Linked DNA regions of Mus musculus: region 2 is linked to region 1. The links are chromatin contacts, called in public Hi-C maps. All regions are on one chromosome and are shown on one strand. Each heading gives the region's core, a stretch centred on a gene start, on an enhancer-like site or on the middle of the called end of the contact. The rest is flanking DNA. Distances are from core to core; before and after follow the strand shown.

What was found. Hi-C and Micro-C count contacts between places; a contact is called where the count stands out from the background.
Region 2: a Hi-C map of the 63-12 cell line shows a contact between it and region 1, with 5 times the contacts expected there. The contact joins two enhancer-like sites. A contact is called at or near these places in 4 of 39 promoter capture datasets (the 3T3-L1 cell line, embryonic stem cells, hippocampal neurons and 1 more), 58 of 484 Hi-C or Micro-C datasets (the 63-12 cell line, the AML12 cell line, B cells and 35 more) and 2 of 115 datasets of contacts at active chromatin or transcription factors (the HPC-7 cell line and bone marrow-derived dendritic cells).

Annotation. Positions count from the first base shown.
Region 1 is chr10:19,229,999-19,233,932 of GRCm38.p6, reverse strand. No RefSeq gene overlaps it. Among named protein-coding and RNA genes, the nearest start is that of Gm40607, 12 kb to the left of the region's middle. Within about 2 kb of position 1,897, at least 8 of the 459 cell types and tissues checked have an H3K27ac peak or open chromatin away from gene starts, as enhancers often do. A contact at or near this core is called in the 63-12 cell line, where this site is marked.
Region 2 is chr10:19,666,970-19,670,976 of GRCm38.p6, reverse strand. It overlaps Gm33332 (a long non-coding RNA gene), which reads left to right. Exons shown (of 4, transcript XR_380146.2): 2 at 1,695-1,826. Among named protein-coding and RNA genes, the nearest start is that of Il20ra, 44 kb to the left of the region's middle. Within about 2 kb of position 1,791, at least 16 of the 459 cell types and tissues checked have an H3K27ac peak or open chromatin away from gene starts, as enhancers often do. A contact at or near this core is called in the 63-12 cell line, where this site is marked.

The sequences.
Region 1 (3,934 bases), core at 648-3,147:
GGAATGCTACTTAGTACAGTCATTGTGGAGATCAATGTGGAGGTTCCTCAAAAAATTAAAAATCTGATACAGGACCCAGCTACAACACACCTAGGACCCAAAGGACCTCATATCTTCTATAGAGGCACCTGCACATCCATAGTCGTTTTACTATGTATGAGAAGTAGCTATGAAAGTGAACTGGTCTAGATGATGGTGAATGGGTGGATGGATAATAAAATGTGCTGGATATACATAATGGAATATTACTCAGATGTGAAAAGTGAAAATTACAGGAAATGGATGAATCTGGAAAAGTATGATATCCAAACTTGGAAAGACACAAATGATATGCTCTTCCTAAGTCTAAAAAGTCTAAAAAGGAGACCAGCATAAAGTGATGTTAGGTGTGAATGAAGATGAAATGTATCGAAGGACACAGGGGTCATGGGGGTGAACAGTCCAGAGGGGGACACCATGAGGAACAGAGGAAGCGTAAGGATGGGGAGAGGTGAAGAGGTGGAAGAGAGCAAACACCTACATTATTTCACACAGGATTAAAAAATTAAAAAAAATTTCTAGAACATTTATCGCTCTTCTTAGCTAGTCCCCTCTCAGTATAGACATGGAAATATGTATTTTAATGTCTTTCTTTACTGACAATATTGAACTGGCTATCAATTGAAAGGTGTTAACTTTTATTTCATTTCAATTTTTATTTTTATTTTTTGGTTCTGTTTTTTAAGAGCGTCTGCCTTTGTAATCTTAAGAAGGGCATCTTCCTTCTTTGCTCAATGTGGGAGAATTCATCACAGAAATGCTATGGAGCCTCCCTGCCAAGGAGTTCGTAGGAGTTCCTAAGTGTTTTCTGAGAACAGGAGGCTGTTCGGCTTAGATGTGGCCAGGAAAGCGGTCACTTTGGTGACCAGTTCCAAAGTCACTGGGGAGATATCAGGTCTCAGAGGACACAATGAGGACTTCTGCAGCTGGCATGTTGTCCCACAGCAAAATGTGGTGTGCGTTCTTCCTCTTACCTTATGGGGCCCTCTGCACATCCTGTTAGAAATGAACAGAAGGTTTCCTACAGTGAGGCTTTCTGTAGGACAGGGCTTCAGGAAGGACACTGAAACGGATCACTGGGAGTAAGGAGTTTAATGGAAGTCATTAATGCCAAAGACACAAACAAGCCAGGTGCTCCAAGAGGAGTTCAGGTCCAGCACTAGAGCTGTCAGTGTCTCTGAAGACAGAAATCCGAGCACATTCGGCAGAACTGAAGTTCACAACAACAGCCTGTAGCCAGACCCTCTGATCCCTAGGCAGGAGGCAAGGAAAGGAGTGGGGAGCACGGTATGGTACCTCGATCCCTTTATTGTTAACTCGTTTCTCAGGACAGACATTCCAGAACCAGGAAGCTAGAGATTTACAAATACCCCTCTCAGTTTGGTACCTGCTGCAGTCAGCTTGGCCTAAGCAGAGGCTGGATTCTAACATTACATTTTTAAGACATTTTTGGTCTCATCAGAGGATCTCTCTCTTTTTCTCTCTCTCTATTTCCCTCTCTCCTCTCCCCTCCCCCTCCCTGTCACAATTATCTGTGACAGCTAACCCGAATAACCCCCATAGCATAACCCTGAGTTTCCAGCTTTCTTCATTATTTTAGAATCCTTTCAGCTGCCTGTTAAGTTTTAGACCTCACTAACTTTGTTATAGATACTCTCTCTCTCTAGCTGTGGCAACACTTGGCTAAGTTGTTTTGCTGGAATTTGGAGTTAGTTTTGTCTGGTTCAAGTTAGTCCACTCTTCAGTGCCCTCACTTGGGAGACTTGTGGGCTGAAAACTACCCTCAGATCATGTGAACTCTGCCTTTATCTATGTCCTGTGAGAGACACTAAACTTGCACATCTGTGCAGACTGCTCCCCAGTTACTTCTCATTTCCCTGCCCCCCCCACCCCGATTCATCTTTCTGCACACCTTTCAGACCACCCTGTCAAGTTGTCCTACAACCATCCCTAAATCCTGCAGTTGGTTACCTGGATTTGAGGTTTAAAAATCAGCACCTCTCAAATACTGTCTCCTGAGAAAAACATACTGTTCCCACAGTTGGTTTACCATGAGGCGAGGAGAGAAGGCATCATCTATCAACACTTGCAAGATTTGATATCTGCTCAACTAGGCAATTGATGCGAATGTGGTCTGAGCCACAGGCCATGTCTCAGGAAGATAAGATTGTCTTGATTCTATAGACACCAAGGGCAAAGTTCAAGAGAGGGAGCCCTGTGTAACTCAGATCCTGAAAAAAGGCCACCACTGACTCTTCTTCTTGTGATGGTTTGGTGAGAATGGTGTTATGGGCTCAAATGTTTAAATGTTTTGTCTGTAGTTGATGAAACAGTTTAAGAAGGATTAGGAGGCATGCCCACCTACCTACCATCATGCGTCCTACTGTGATGGTCATAAACTACTAGGAGTCTGCTAATGAGACAGCATTAAACCTACCCTAAAGACTTCTTATTATAATTATCTGTATACATTAGTGCATCTCTCAACCCTCAACAGAGAAGCTTTGTTTTGTAGTAGATGGTGATTAACATAGAGACCCACAGGCAGAGAGGTGGCTCAGTGGTTAAGAGCGATGTTCTTCAAGAGGTCCTGAGTTCAATTCCCAGCAACCACACATGGTGGTTCACAATGATCTGTAATGAGAGCTGATGCCCTCTTCTGGTGTTTGAAGACAGTGACAGTGTACTCATATAGATGAAATAGATAAATCTTTAAAAATAAACATAGAGACCCACAACTCCTCATGAAGCCACAGAGCACTCACCCCACATGTATTAGCCCATCCTTTTCTCGAGGCTCATGAATCACCTCAGGAGATGGGGTAGAAGACTATAAGAGCCAGTGGTGGTGACCTACAGTTTTGTTTTGTTTTTTTTTGTTTTGTTTTGTTTTGTTTTGTTTTGTTTTAACACAACAGGGAAGTTGCACATATGAACTCACAGCAGTTACAAAAGACAAAGTTCCAACATGGAGTGGAGAGGGAGGCACAACATCTCATCCCTAGAGCTAAGGAGCTATTGATAATTGACAGCTTCTGCAAAAGGGAGCATAAGTTTTCTCTAACGGTGTGGCCTCCACTAGGTCTTGCATCACTGGATGGCCATACTCTTAAGAGTATATAGTCAACACCAGTGGACTGGATACATTTAAGAAAAATGACAAAAAGTTGAGTCACTGTGAACTGCAGAGTGAACCTGGAAGGGACTGTGGAGGTTGATGAATAGAATCAAACTATAATGTGTGAAATCATCAAAGAAATAATAAAAATATTTTTAAAATTATAAGGTACATATATTTAGTTTTGTCATTAAAGTTAAAATATGAAAGTATACTGAAATAGATAAAAGTACACTAATGAGGTAAATATTGTGATTGTTTGAAAGAGAATTCCCCTCATTGGCTCATATGTTTGAATGCTTATTCCCCGGTTTGAGGAACTGTTTGGGAAGGATTAGGAGGTGTGCTCTTGTTTGAGGAGATGCATTACTGGGAAGGTCTTTGAGGTTTCAAAAGTCCATACCATTTTCAGCTAGCTCTCTCTATTTCATGGTTGTATCTCAAGGTGTGAGCTCTCAGTTACTATTTGGGCACCATGCCTGCCTGCCTGCTGCCATGCTCACTGCCATGATAGTCATGGACTCACCTGTTATGTGTAATTTTAAAACCACACTTCTGCCTTTCCTGGGAGCTTGGCCTTCACTCTGACCCGTTCCAGCTCCCTTTGTTCCAATGCAATCACAATCATCCCCCAACCCGGAAAAGGCAGGAGCTGTTGTCCATGTCCCACAGGCTTCCTTTGGCTTCTCTTTTGCACCAGGTGGCTATCTTTGCCAAACCACCAGCTACTGCCTTTTCCGGGGAGCTATGTTACCAGCCCCACCAGAGACCTTTGAA
Region 2 (4,007 bases), core at 542-3,041, 440 kb before region 1:
TTGGCTGACTGTTTGGGGTTACCTATGTCTTAATGTGTTTAGGAATTGCTTTGCTTGTGTCTATAGTTTTGCATTCATCAAGATGCTTCTGACTCAAGACCCATGATTCCAAGCTGGTGTTTATAGATGTGTTTGTAGAATTTAAACTACCAGTTTAAATGAGATGATAAAATGAAGGACTTAGTTCAAACACTTTTGCTTTTTAAAACTATTTCCTTGGTAAAATAATGTGTAATAGTATATTTTAGTTAAATATTTTCAAACTCACTTTTATAGCCTTATATAAATCCTCTCTATGCCAGAGAAAATATTAGTGAGCCTTCATCTACCAACACTAACATGCATACCTCTATCCTGATGTGTGACTGGAATATGGTTAAAAACTAAATAAAGAAAAATGAAGGTACTAGTATTTAATAAAGAGAGTAGATTTAGCATCATAATAGGAAAAACTCACAAACTACTCCTTCTTGCATAACTAATATTTATAAGTCACTTGATGAGCCATTTTGAGATCGCTCTCTTCGTAGCCTGTGTAGTTAACAGCTGGGGTATCTAACAGTAGTGGCTCAGTCAAACTTCAGGGTCCAGATTTGGATGTTTGGATCAGTGGTTTATAGGCATAACTTACCTTCAGATACCAGAGAGTTTCTTAGTAGAAAAAACAAAAGCAGAGCAAAGAAGTCCTGATTCTAATTTTTCCTCCTGTATGTATATGTATATGTATATGTATATGTATATGTATATGTATATGATGTATATGTATATGTATATGTATATGATGTATATGTATATGTATATGTATATGTATATGATGTATATGTATATGTATATGTATATGATGTATATGTATATGATGTATATGTATATGTATATGTTGTATATGTATACACACACACACACTGGCAAGACTGCCCTACAAATTTTGGCTTCTTTTTAGCAAGGCTCGTTACAGTATCACAGCAAGAGGTTGCCTGGATTTTCTGTAGTGTGCTCCAGTGGCTTCAGAGACGTACCCATCAGCATATACTATGTTCTTAGAAGAAGACAATGCCACATGGATGGTGTGGTCCCTAATAGAAGTGACCGTCTACCAAGATTTTACATGCAAAAGTTAATGTAAAAACTCTCAAAAGATGCCACTTTTTATAGTATATCTGAGAGTTTGAAATAGCTTGCAATTCTGTATGAAATGGTGAGAGAAATACTCAGAATAATACTAGTTTGTCCTCATAAAAGTACTTGTGTTAGCTTGGATTTAATAATAAAATACCACAGCCTTAGTGGCTTCTAAAATACATTTTCCCTCCACAGCTCTAGGGATTGGACAGGTTTTGAGTCTGCTGAGACCCCATGTCCTGGTTCCTGGGTAGCACTTTCTTGCTGTGTCATTCTCAGAGGGTAGAAAGATGAAAGTTCACTCTTGTGCCTCTTTGCTAAGAGTATTAATTTCATTGATGAAAGCTCCTTCTCCATTCTCTAAGGGTCTCTGTAGTATCCTGGCTAAGTGTGTATCTTCAGTATCCTCCACAGCCCGGGGATTTGCTTATCCCCCAGCTAGTTGCTCTATTTAGGAGAATGTGAAACACCTGTAGGATGTGGATCCTGATTGGCAGAATTAACTCACTGGGGGTGGGCCTTGGAAGATGATAACCAACCTCTGGCTCTGATCCCACTCTCTCTCTGCTGCCTAGTCAACCATGATGTGGCTGAGTCGGTTTCACCAATCTCGATGCATAATGTTCTGCTCAAGCATCTGGGGCCAAGAAATGATGAACTTCTGAAACCATGACCGAAATTAGCCTTTCCTCTTCTGTCTCTGTCAGGTATGATTACCATAGCAAAGCACAGTTCCACTTCCTAGTATTGTCACCTTGAAAGTTAGAATGGCAACATATGAATGTTCCCCTTTTACGAAACACAGATTTGTTTCCCATGCAGTAGAATCTGAATATCCTTTCTCCTCCCTCAACCACTGCCAGCTTCTCCTCACTTCCTCTCCCGCCCACACCCTTTCCCTTTCTGTCTCTCATCAGAAAAGAATGGGTTTCTAAGAGGTAACAACAAAATAAAATATAAGAAGATAAAACAAAACCATCATATTGAAGTTGGACAAGCCAAGCCAACAGAAAAATAAGAGTCCCAAAGCAGGCCCAAGAATCAGAGACCCACTCGTTCACCCAGAAGCCCCACAAAAGTATTAAACTGAAAGCTTAGGATATATGACAATAGCTTCTTGTTTAAAATTTTATTTATTTACATCCCAAATGCTGCCCCTCTTCTTGTTCCTCCTCACAGAGACTCTCCCCCTTTCACCTCCCCTTCTCCCCTGAGAGGGTTCTCCCTGTCCCTGTATCTCCACCAACCCTGGAACATCAAGTCTCTGCCAGATTAGGCACATCCTCTCCCACTGAGGCCAGACAAGGCAGCCCTGTTGGTGAACCGATACCACAGTCAGGCTACAGCTTTAGGGAGAGCCTCTGCTCCAGTTGTGGGGCTCGCATGGAGACTGGGCTGAACGTCTGCTCTGTACATGCTGGGTCCTTGTTTCAGCCTATGAGTGTTCTTTGATTGGTGACTCAGTCTCTGAGAGCTCCCAGGGGTCTAGGTTAGTCGTCTCTGTGGGTCTTCCTATGGGGTTCCTGTCCCCTTCAGGGACTTCAATCCTTTTCGCAAAAGCGTCCCCGACCTCCATCCAATGTTTGCCAGAGCGTGGCTGTGAAGCTTGGTCAATCTGCATTTAAACTGGAGCCCAGATCAGTGCCCTGGAAGCTGAACTCAGGGAGTCTAGGCTTACTCTTTGGTGAAGCACAGAAATGTAAGCCAAGTTCAGGGAGTTATTTCAAAGGTCAACGGAGAATGGAAGTAATACTTAAGATCCAAAATAGGAATCCTTACATGTCAGGCACAGATGAGAGCTTTACCAGATAACACACCCACAGATGAGTGTCCATGAAAAAGCTGTCACATGAAGTCAGACAAAAGAATGTGCATCCACTCCTGTCACTGCAAGTTCTTCTGAGATCATATGGTTTCATATTTTCTTTTCTTTTTTTTCAATTTTTATACTGTATTTTTATTTTTTCTTATTTAAATACATTTTATACATCAAACATATTAATAATATTGATTATTTTGAGAATAAAATAATTCATAAAAATTGCTCAACTTTTATACTCATATCCCTTCAAACCCTAAAAATACTATTAATGAATACTTAATACTATCCATGACTGAGGATCCTATATCTAATGTTGAATACCAAATTGTTTCAAAACATATAAAATATCCTTTGGGGGCTAAGCATATAAAAGAGCATAAAATATTAAAGATGAGTAATTAAGAAATATATTCAAAAGCCCATATATGATACCACCTGACATAGTGAGAGAATATTTAAATGCATAGTATATCTGTGTACATTGTCTAATAGTTTACTTTAAAAAGATTATCAGTGTTTCCAGGAGAGATATTATTTTATCAGTAAGTATATTTTAAGAATTTCAAAATAGCAAAAACTCTTAGAAGTTAAACATTAAGAAAATGCTAAGAAACCCTGTCTCAAATAAAACAAAAAAATGCTAATTTCAAGCACAGTGAGAAAATTATCAATAATATTTCCATGATGTTTGTAAAACATGATTTTAATATTTCCAACTGTTAATATTCAACAAACAGAATAATTACTTTAAGATATATTTCATTATTATATCTACTTTTTCATGTCTGATTTTATTTATTTGGATACTGTCTCTTGTCCTCTGGTTAGTCTGGCAAAAAGTTTATCTATCTTGTTGATTTTCTCTTAGCACTGATCTCATTGTGTCCCATAAGTTTTGGTATGATATGTCTTCATTTTCATTAAATTCTAAAAAGCCTTTAATTTCTTCCTTTCTTTCTTCCTCGACCAAGTTATCATTGAATAGAGTTGTTGAGCTTCCATGTGTATGTGTGTTTTCTGTTGTTTTTGTTGGTATTTAAGACAAGTCTTAGTCTGTGGCGATCTG